Linked DNA regions of Sus scrofa: region 2 is linked to region 1. Evidence: chromatin contacts called from public Hi-C data. All regions are on one chromosome and are shown on one strand. The core of a region is the stretch at or near the end of the contact, and the rest is flanking DNA. Distances in the headings are between cores, read along the strand shown.

Region 1 (5,136 bases), core at 302-2,801:
TTAAAATCATTTTCAGCTATCAGCATTAAGCTTAGACATAACACAGAGATAGGAAGAAAGAGGAGGTAGATTTCATGGCAACCACAAACAAGAAGGGAAACTGCCTCCTGGCCAACTGTATTAAGCCTTATTACAGACAGATACTAATATACACAGGGGAAAGAAAAAACCTTTCTGATTAGAAAACAAACAGCCTGAGATGCAAAGAATGGCAAAGCAGAAGGAGCCCTTCGAGATTCCACCCCATCACTGTGCAGACTGGGAAACCTACACCCAGGCAAGGATGGGAGTCACTCAAGGTTGCAAAGCCAACGGTCAGAACTAGAAGAAAATTTCCTGATTCTTCAATCTCGGTTCTTTCCATTACCTCACACTATCTACTTTCAGCAAGCCTCAAATAACTGCAAAACATCCATCCGAATAACCAGCATTCTTCGAATCTGACAAGCTACATTACAAATAAAGCAAAGGTCTTGACAGTCTTTAATGCCAGAGCTCTTCACAACCAGAGCTGGGAGCCACCTACCCCTCCCAGGAGCATACTCCGCCTCTTATTTCACGTTTTGGGATGGTTTACACAAAATTGCGTGACGGTTAGAAACAGAACCTACTGAATGATGAGTCTGCAGAAAAATCCTGAATACTGAAAACAGGGAACCACACCCAGAGCCGGATCCCAGCGAGAGAGAACGAAGAGCTACAAAAGGGGAGTGGAATGAAAGAGAAGGGGACACAAAAGGGTACGGTGACTTCTCACCTATTAAGTTTTTCGCAGGAGGCAGGGTAGTGAAAAGCAAAGAGCCGCTAGAGCTCAGGGAGACTTAGTTTCTCGTCGCACGTCTGCAACTAACTCACTGCATGACCGTAGGCAACCGCCACTCCTTAGACCTCAATCTCCGCAAGAGCCCTAGATGGGGGCTGTAAAAGATAATTTCCCAGAGTCCTTGCGGTTCCTTACTCTACGACTCAAAGACCCGCTACTAGCAAGTTCCAAGCAGGACTCCCACAGCGGGCAGGTCACTTGACCGCGACCTCCTGACCCCTCCAGGAACCTCCGCAGAAGCCCTGTGGTCGTTTGGTAATCTTTCCCATCTGTTTCCACACCTGTCAAACAGGTCAGGGAGGTCATGGGAGAAGAGCGCGAAGGACAAGGGATTCTCCAGCTCCCCTTCTCCCGGAGGGGTATGCACCACACCGCAGCTGCGGTCGGGGAGCCGAGGAGACTCGGACCCGCAGCCCAGGCCAGTCGGCCAGTCAGTGTCTAACCCGAAGCCTCTGCGGCGCGGGGAGGAAGGGGACATGGGTTCAGCAAAGGCGCTGACCCGCCGCCAGCCCCAGCCCGTCCGTGCACGGACTCACCGCTCGGGGTTCCGACTTGAGCTCTGGCTCCTGCTTCAGCCCAGCAGCCCACCTGTCCCTGCCTCAGCGTGGAACCCTTGCCATCTCCACCGCCGGCTGCCCTGGCAGCCGCTTCCGGGCCCCATCACGTGACCCAGGCGCCCAAACCCGAGAGCCGGGTCACGTGCTCCCGCGCGAGGCTGCTGCTTTCCTCTCGCGGGGCTCGGAAACTCAGTTCCGCACCGCCACCTCGCGGCCGGATGCTGCCCCTACAGGCAGCATGATGTGGCTGGGGACCGAGTCGGGCGTGGGAGATCCGAGCAGCTGCCGCCAGTCCAGAGTCGCAGCACCGTCCCCTGAGCTGTGGCTTGTGAGAGATTGCTCCGTTTTACACCCGCGGCCTTTTCTTTAACACGTCTCAATGGGTACTTGTTGCTTTTATCATCGAAAAATAGTACACTAAAAAAAAATCTCCTCTGGTCAGATTTTTAGACGTTTTACACAAACGGGAGCTTGCGACCGGACACAGAACTGTGAGGTAAGGCAACACTCTTTTTAAACATATTTACAATTGTGTGTGTGTGTCTTTTTAGGGCCTCACTGTGGCATATGGAGGTTCCCGGGCTAGGGGTCCAATTGGAGCTGCAGCTGCCGGCCTGCACCACAGCCGTGTCGGATTCGAGCCGCATCTGCTACCTACACCACAGCTCACAGCAGCGCTGAATCGCTGACCCACGGAGTAAGGCCAGGATCCAGCCTGAGTCCGCGTGCATACGAGTAAGACTTGTTGCCACTGAGCCAGGACGATGGGAACTCCTATTTTAAAAATTTAAGTGACCCTTTTATTTATTTTTTTATTATTATTATTATTTTGTCTTTTTGCCTTTTCTAGGGCTGCTCCCGCGGCATATGGAGGTTCCCAGGCTAGGGGTTGAATCGGAGCTGTAGCCACCGGCCTATGCCAGAGCCACAGCCACGCGGGATCCAAACCGCGTCTGCAACCTACACCACAGCTCACGGCAATGCCAGATCCTTAACCCACTGAGCAAGGGCAGGATCGAACCCCCAGCCTCATGGTTCCTAGTCGGATTCGTTAACCACTGCGCCACGACAGGAACTCCCAAGTAACCTTTTTAAATGAATGGCAACATTTCTGTATGTTTGAGGTGTATGTATTATCTAAGCTTCTCTTTCCTCCTCTTAGCAGATTTTACTTTTGAAAATTAACTACCCAGCCAAAAGAAATATATTGCTACAGCTACAAATGGATAAATCTTAAAATAATTATATCTGGATAAATCTTAATTATGCCAAGTGAAAGGGGGGAGGTCAGAAAAAAGAATCTGTTTATACAATATTCTAGAAATTTTAAAATAATCTACACTGACAGAAAGCACAGCAGTGGTTGTCTGGGAATGGATGAGGAGACCAGGAGAGGAAAGAGTGATTAGAAAGGGGCATAAGGAAACTTTCAAGGTGACCAATATATTATCTTGATTGTGGTGATGGTTGCACGAATATATATGTTGAAAGCTATGAAATTTAAATATGTGCAGTTTACTGTATGTAAATCATACCTCAATAAATCTGTTAAAATATTCACTAAATTGTATAAGTAAAACATTAACATATTTTATTAGAGCTATTAGGCAATGTATAAGTGTAGAAATAAGTGTATAAACAGTGGAAATTCCCCTTCTCCAAATTTATTCTCCTCTCCAAAGATTTATAGTTACCAGCATGTATTATCCTCCAAACCCTATGTATTTATAGAAATATCTTTATATAGACATGTGCAGATACCTGGTGTTAAAATTTAGGATCATAAATACCAGTAGTTATTGTTTTGCTTAACACTTTTTACTATCTGTGCTGTTTTCTTTTATTTTAGCCTTTTTTAGGGCCGCATCTGTAGCATATCAAAGGTCCCAGGCTAAGGATCGAATCGGAGCTGCAGCTTCTGGCCTACACCACAGCCACACCAATGCCAGATCTGAGTCGCATATGTGACCTATACCACAGGTCAGAGCAGCACTGGATCCTTAACCCACCGAGTAAGGCCAGGGATCAAACTTGCGTCCTCATGGATACTAGTTGGGTTTTTTTCTGCTGAGCCACAACAGGAAGGCCTGTCTGTGCTGTTTGTATGGCTCCATAAACATGTTACTTTATATAGGTATGTATGTTTAAAATCTCTGTATGTTCTTTTTTTCTTTCTTTCTTTCTTTTCTTTTCTTTTTTTTTTTTTTTTTTTTTTTTTTTTTTTTTTTTTTTTTTTTTTTTTTTGTAGAATCGGAGCTGCAGCTGCTGGCCTACACCACAGCCACAGCAACGCTAGGTCCCAGGCCGCATCTACACCACAACTCACGGCAATGCTGAATCCTTAACCCACTGAGCAGGGCTGGGGAGCAAACCCACATCCTCATGGACACTATTCAGGTTTGTTACCACTGAGCCACCATGGGAATTCCATGTTCTATAAACTATACATATGTTTTTTAAAATCTACGACAGTTGGTTCATTTCACCAGCAAAAGAGAAAAGAATGTAGATTCATGCTCAAAATATGAAGACAAATGAGTTCATTGCATCCGTAGGAAGAACTCCCCAGTGCATTAACTGTTCAGGGCCAGGAGCTGTCCTTGGAATGCTGCTGAGCTCCAGTCAAGGAATGCCCCCTTTAGGTCACCTCCAGACCTCGAATTTCATTGATTCCTTAACTCCTAAAGTTTTATCCCAGGAAAGCAGAGCTTATGAGAATCACGCAGCTCCCCTTTGGAATTACAGATGCAAGTGGGAACTTGCCTCCCCCACCTGCACCTGCGATGCATTAACTAGATAAAGTTCTTCCTTTGACCTGACCACCATACCCTTTTTAGAGAGTCCCTTGAAAAGAAGGCTGCACCATTTGCAGATACTGTTAGGACTCTATCGGTTTTATCATTCTGCAGTCCTAATTAGAAATTAGCATACAATAGCGTCTCCTTAACTTTCCCAGATAGCTTTTCCCCCAATATACAAATCTCTACCTCTGCTCCCACTGTTTACTCAGACAGACCCAGATTTCCAGTGCAGAATGGATGTGTAAATAAGCATTTTGACTCTTTTACTGTTAGAAACGATACAAAAGCAAAAAAGGAAAAAACTCTGAAACTTCTATTTACAGCAACGCCACAAGAGAAATAGAATCCACAGATACCAAAATACCTTCCTGTAAGAGCTAACAAAAGCAGCTGAGATCAGACCGCTTCACTCACTGAAGGGACCCAGGGGTAGGGGGAAGATCTCAGAAAAGCATCAGTAAAAACTCTCCTCTTGCGGGTGAAGAGCTCCCTCAGAGCTGCACAGCGGCATCCCTTTTTTTGTTTGTTTTTTTTTGCAACAACAGGCAGGGGCAGCTCAGTAAGACCAGCAAGACAAACTCTCCTGAATCTGGTTTAGATCAGGAAAGCCAAGGATGATGAAAGAATTGCAATGATAAGCCATGTTTGGAGCAATCCGTCTGTGACAACAGAGAAGCAAAGACTGGAAATACCTGTGTTGGTGAGGATGCGGAGCATCCAGGACCCTCATCCACTGCTGGTAGGTGTGTACAAGGGTATAACCCCATTAGGAAGCTCTTTGGCAGTCTGCTATAAAGTTAAATACATACCTGTCCTCTGATGGAGCAGTTTTACTTGTAGGTATTTAACCAAGAAAAACAGAAGCATATCCACACCGAGGTCCATGGTGTGGATATTTAAATTAAATTAAATTACATTGGGTGGACAGTTTAAGGAGGGACTCACTCTCGGGGAT
Region 2 (5,127 bases), core at 464-2,963, 47 kb before region 1:
ATTCTGACCTAAGATCTAGAAAACGGATCTGAGTGACCAAAATAAATAAATAAATAAATAAATAAATGGGAAAACAAAGACGCAGACTGAACCTCTCAAAAATAAAAAAAATTCATTTATTAAGGAAAAATTTTAACACATGATTCATGTGCAGAACCCCAAACGAGAGCTTCTAAGAGCTCCTGCCTGAGCCACATCTCTACATGCACCATGCAGGAAACACACATCCACGTAGGCACATAACATACATGGGACTGTCTGGTTAGCAAGACCTATCAGACAGCAATTTTTCATATTCTTCCTATTCACACATCCATGGATATGTTTTATAATAAGGTCACATAATTTTATCACTGAGTACAACAAAATCACTTCTGCAGCACCACCTTGATTCAAACAAAACACGGTTTATAACTGGCACCCTCCACCCTTGCTTCCCGCACCATCAGCACCATTTATGTCCCCCGGCCAGGGAAGGACCCAGTGGGACAAAGGACAGGGATGAAATGCCACAGGCTGATGCTGTGAGAACAAAGAGCCCTGCAACCAGTGTGACTGTCTAAAAGTATTAACTTTGATTCCAAAGACAAACCACATTCTCTCCGTTCCCCTTAATGGTCTTGGAGATGCTATAAGGTACTTGGAAACCTGTAACTCTCAGGCAGACTTGGAGCCGACTCCTGAATCTCCAAGTCGTGCCATCTGTGCTGTGTGTCCCCACTGTGAAGAAGCAGCTTTGCATTCTGACCAGAGCAGGCACTGGGGCTGGCCTTAACATCCAGGCAGCCACGACGTCAAACAAACGGGCCCAGACCCCCTGCGGTAAGCAGTGAAGAGCGGGAGCTATAAGCAGACATAAAGTGAGATTCTGCACGTCCAAGAAACATGAGGTGGACATGTAGTGTTACACGGAGATGACACTCTACAATTTAGGAAGGGAGAGGTTGGAGATAAAAAGCAAGACAGGAGAACAGGACGGGGAACAGGCGGCCCCAATGGGCCTGTTTGGGATCATCACTTGAAGACAACTGGTAAAACTGCCCACTTTACCTTTTGTGGGGGTAGAGAGTGAGCAGTGAGCAAAAGCCAATGAATTTGGCTGGAGAAGCGAGTGAGAGAAGAGGGAGCGGGGAAGCCGCAGGTTCTAGGCTAAGACATGCCACCAAGTCACACATATCTGGCCAGGGGCCGTGCAGATGAACGGCTCCCAGCACCCGGACAGCAACACAACATAAATACAAATAATGCCACTTGTGGAAGGTCCAACTTCTGGGCAGGGGCCAGGTCATGCTGTTTCCAGCAAGAACCCACATATACAGAGAGGTATATCGCCTACAGGAAATTGGAAGCCTGCTCCCAACAGTGGTTTCTGCAGGAGAGAACAAGGGGATCTGAGAAGCTACCTCTGGGCTGATAGAATGTGGGACTCCCCTGGGGAGACTTGAGGACATAGCTTGTGAGCACTAGGCCAGAGCTCATGGCTGGCCTTCAGTCCAGCCTTTGATCTGTTGCTACCTGATCAGTCTCCTGCTTCATCAGGGACGGGAGCAGGGCCTGGGGAGAGGCTGGGAAGCTGGTTCCTAACGAGAAGTGGGGAGAGAGCAGGGAGGGTTTCCTGACTGAGGAGCCCATGGCAACAGAGGCCTAAGCTTCCCGGAGCTGGCCCCTCGCAGGGCTGCTTCCAGAAGAGGAAGGGCTTCCTCCACGACAAGCTCCCAGCCAGCCCTCTATTCAACACCTAATCGCTGTGCAACTGCACAAGGCAGGAAGGGATCTGCCTGGCCTGGATCTCCTGAATCAGCCATGCAACTGGGCTGTCAAAGCAGCGAGAGACAGGAAAGTGACTGAACAGGACCAAGGCCGGCCTAACGAGCTTCCCAAAGCCCCAAAGTGAAAGCAGTGTCTCCTACACACCCCGTTCTCTGGGCAGGGACCCTGAAGCAGCAGACGTGAGGGCCAGAGAACCTCAGCATTGTGCGTCCAGCCCTCAGATGAAGCATCACAGTTCCATTCACACGACTTGCCTGGACAGGACTGCCTCTGGTAGCACTCTAAGAGCACAAGAGCCTCCCCCGAAGAAGCTGTGGGCAGGACACACAGCTGACCCCTTTCCTGTACTGGCCACTAGCTTGCACCTTGTCACTGAAAACAACTCTCAGGACTGCTCGGAAAAGACGGCTGGGGCCCAGGCTTGCAAACAGGAGCTGACAGTTCTTGAAGTTATACTTTGGAAACTTCTATGCCTGAGGCTTCAGACAGTAGGGCTGCTGCCACCTCCAGCTAGAACCTAGGTCATGTTAGCACCGGCAAGCGACCACCAAACTGCAGAGATGGTGGGTGAAACAGGTCATTTTCCTAGGGGAGAGCAAGTCACCACTGATCACATCCTTAGGTCGGTCCAGAGTCACTGTAATGAGGTGGCTCTGGAACAGAAGAGAAAGAAAAAAGCTGGGACTGCAGGGGTGGGTCACAGCCCCGAGGAGCTTTGGTGAAACACAAAAACAAAAGACCCTGATAAAGCTGTGCTGCTCTCCCCACTGTCATGTAAGCAGGAGTCTGGTGGCACGGATGGAGGACAGCAGGATCCTGTTACACACCCAAATGACACGCGTGCACACACACACACGCACACACACTCCAGAGATGGAGAATCGGTGAGCACCCTCTGCCATACTTCTCCCACCAAGAGGGAAGTGGAGGCCGCCCAAAGCAAGGCCGTGGGCCTTCCCCACCTGCTCTGCAGTTTGTTCCCAAACCCAAAGGCTGACCTTGAGCTGAGTCAGCCCTGAGGCTGTCTCTTTTCTGATACCCAGGAAGGCATGGGGGTGGGGGTGGGGGAGCCTGCGGGGCAGAGACAAGGGCACAAGATTAGTGTTTAGAACACAGGACACCCAACCAAGTGGTTCCTTAAGAAGTCCAGGTCCTGGAGGCAGCTTGGGGCAGGGCACCGTTTCTGCCCCACCCTCCGGCGACCGTAAACAACCAGGCACGGCTCTAGTGTTGGACCAGCTGATGCAAACCCTAGGAACTGAATTGCACGTTCTCTGTACACACTGGCCTCATCTCCTCATCCACCACAAGAGGCTGGCTGTCTTCCTGGCACGAGGGCAAAGGGACGCTGCCATGCTGCTTGTCTGTCAGGGGCTGAGGCTGGGAAAGAGGCCTGAACGCACGCAGAGGCCACTTCATCAACCTTCTGTGGAGAGAGAAACGCCTCGCAAATGGGCCTGCGGTCCCTCAGCCTCGTGCACCGGCAAACACGGCCTGAGTCCCCCACGTCCTCCGGGAGGACATCCGGCTGATCAACGGGAGGCAAGGTCCGTGGCTCCTGGCCGAGGTCCGCGCTTGATGATCCCGTGAAACCTCTGGGGGCCTCAGCCGAGGGTGCTGAGGGCCCGGGAGACGTCTCTCCTGGAATAAGTTTCTTCTCAGCAGGAGAAGCCGGGGAAGGGTTTACTGAGGAAGGAACAATTCACTATCACCCCAGAGCTGGAGAGAGCGTCTAAAAACAAAGGCTACTTTTAAATAAAATATAAATATTTTCAATTCTGGCAGCACTTGATGTCTTGCAGGAGCGAAAGCAGCTAAGAAAACAGCACTGTGACCCACACGAGGAATTTGGAGGAGAGAAGGGTCACGGCGAGCCAGAGAGGGAAGGCGAAAAACTCCCGCTTTGGGGGCTGGTTTTCAACGACTGAGTGGCCTCCAGTACTAGGTGGGACTTGCCTACTGTCTGGGGGCGAGAGGAGAGAGAGAGGCCCAGCTTTCCAAAGAGGGGCGTTTCCAATTATTTCCTCGAGGCCTGGCCCAGGAAAGGAGAAAACGTGGGGAGGGGGATGCTAACATTTTTAAGTAAAGTGAGCTGTGCACCAGCAATAATTTGGGTGAGATGGGTCAGAAGGAGAGGCAGGTGGGAAGAGGGCAGGCACGATCCGGAAAGAGAGCTGAAAAGTGTCGGGTTAAACTAAGTACGAATGACAGCGACGACGCTGCCGCTAGCGGCACCTCCCTCTCCCCTGCCCTCCATGCCAGTTGGCCCAGGGTACCCAAGTGCCAGGTAGAAGGGTTCCAGGACAGCGATATCGCCTTTCCCCAGAGCCTGGACCCGCCTCCGGGGCCAGTGAGGCTCCGGGGCCAAGTGCTGAGGAGCAAACGGGGCAGAAGGGCCGGGGCAGGAACGGCACCCAGCCTGCTAAACAAAGGCACTGGTGGAGTTGATGAAAATGGGAGCACTGCTGGGCTGGATCAGCTCATAGAGGGTCACACCCGTGCCCACCACAAAGCCCAAGAAGCCCAGCATGCTGATCAGGGCGTCCTTGATGATGGCGAGGGGGCTCAGGCCCTCCGAGTAGTAGGTGGCGATCTCCAGGAGGGGCGGGATGATGAGGGCCAGGGCGCTGCTGCTCACGGAGCCCACCAGGGAGAGGACCGGGTCCAGGCGGGGGACGAGGATGGCCACGACACCTGTGGGAGAGAGGACACGCCTGTTGGTGACTGCCCAGAGCCGGGAGGGACCTCCCCACCGTCCAGCAAACTACAAGTGTCCTCCTTATAGAATGGAGAGCTCCAGGGAAACTTAGCCATGATCCAGTCCAATCTCTCATTCCACAGATGAGAGTGCCGGTGCCCCGAGGGGTGGCACCATCTGGGTCTCCCTGCACGTTGGCCGAACTGGGTCTGGAACCCAGATTCTCCCAGCTTCTCCTGCCACAGTCCTTGACTTCCATCTTTCTGAGGAAAAGGAACCCGATTACATTCCGGAGCAACCTGGTGCCAGCAAAGGAGCCTGAGTGTGGAGCAGAAAAGGAAGTGGGCCTTTTCTGAGCAACTGTTCATCTTCTTGCCGCCGAGGGTTCCTCCAACACAAACCTCTCCACCTGACTGACAAGAAAGGAAGTAGGGGGAAAACCCTCCTTCTGGAAGGATCTTGTACTTGCCCCATCACACAGAGTGTTTTCACAGAGGGGCAGGCGAAGCAGGTCTCCACGCAGGCCAACCTCAGGAGCAAGGTCCCCGAGAGGACTGCGTCCCCTGGGCCAGGACAAGCCGTGGCTCCCATGCGTGAAACTTAGCCCAGAGTCCGTGACAAAGGTCGAACCGGTGATGGAGACGAATGGGGGCTGCATG

What was found. A called contact is a pair of places that touch in the nucleus more often than the background predicts.
Region 2: a Hi-C map of fetal liver shows a contact between it and region 1, with 2.4 times the contacts expected there. The contact joins the enhancer-like site here to the promoter of SLC36A1 in region 1. A contact is called at or near these places in 2 of 5 promoter capture datasets (fetal liver and liver), 32 of 47 Hi-C or Micro-C datasets (adipose tissue, alveolar macrophages, blood and 16 more) and 2 of 2 datasets of contacts at active chromatin or transcription factors (alveolar macrophages and skeletal muscle).

Annotation. Positions count from the first base shown.
Region 1 is chr16:71,587,981-71,593,116 of Sscrofa11.1, forward strand. It overlaps SLC36A1 (proton-coupled amino acid transporter 1), which reads right to left and starts at 1,552. Exons shown (of 11, transcript XM_003134140.5): 1 at 1,360-1,552. LOC106506564 (a long non-coding RNA gene) reads left to right here and starts at 213. Exons shown (of 3, transcript XR_002339800.1): 1 at 213-740; 2 at 1,823-1,876; 3 at 3,629-3,660. It overlaps LOC110257327 (a long non-coding RNA gene), which reads left to right and starts at 3,720. Exons shown (of 5, transcript XR_002339802.1): 1 at 3,720-3,777; 2 at 4,727-4,920.
Region 2 is chr16:71,540,553-71,545,679 of Sscrofa11.1, forward strand. SLC36A1 (proton-coupled amino acid transporter 1) reads right to left here. Exons shown (of 11, transcript XM_003134140.5): 11 at 94-4,464. The coding sequence ends at 4,193. Among named protein-coding and RNA genes, the nearest start is that of SLC36A1, 46 kb to the right of the region's middle. Within about 2 kb of position 1,714, at least 7 of the 83 cell types and tissues checked have an H3K27ac peak or open chromatin away from gene starts, as enhancers often do. A contact at or near this core is called in fetal liver, where this site is marked.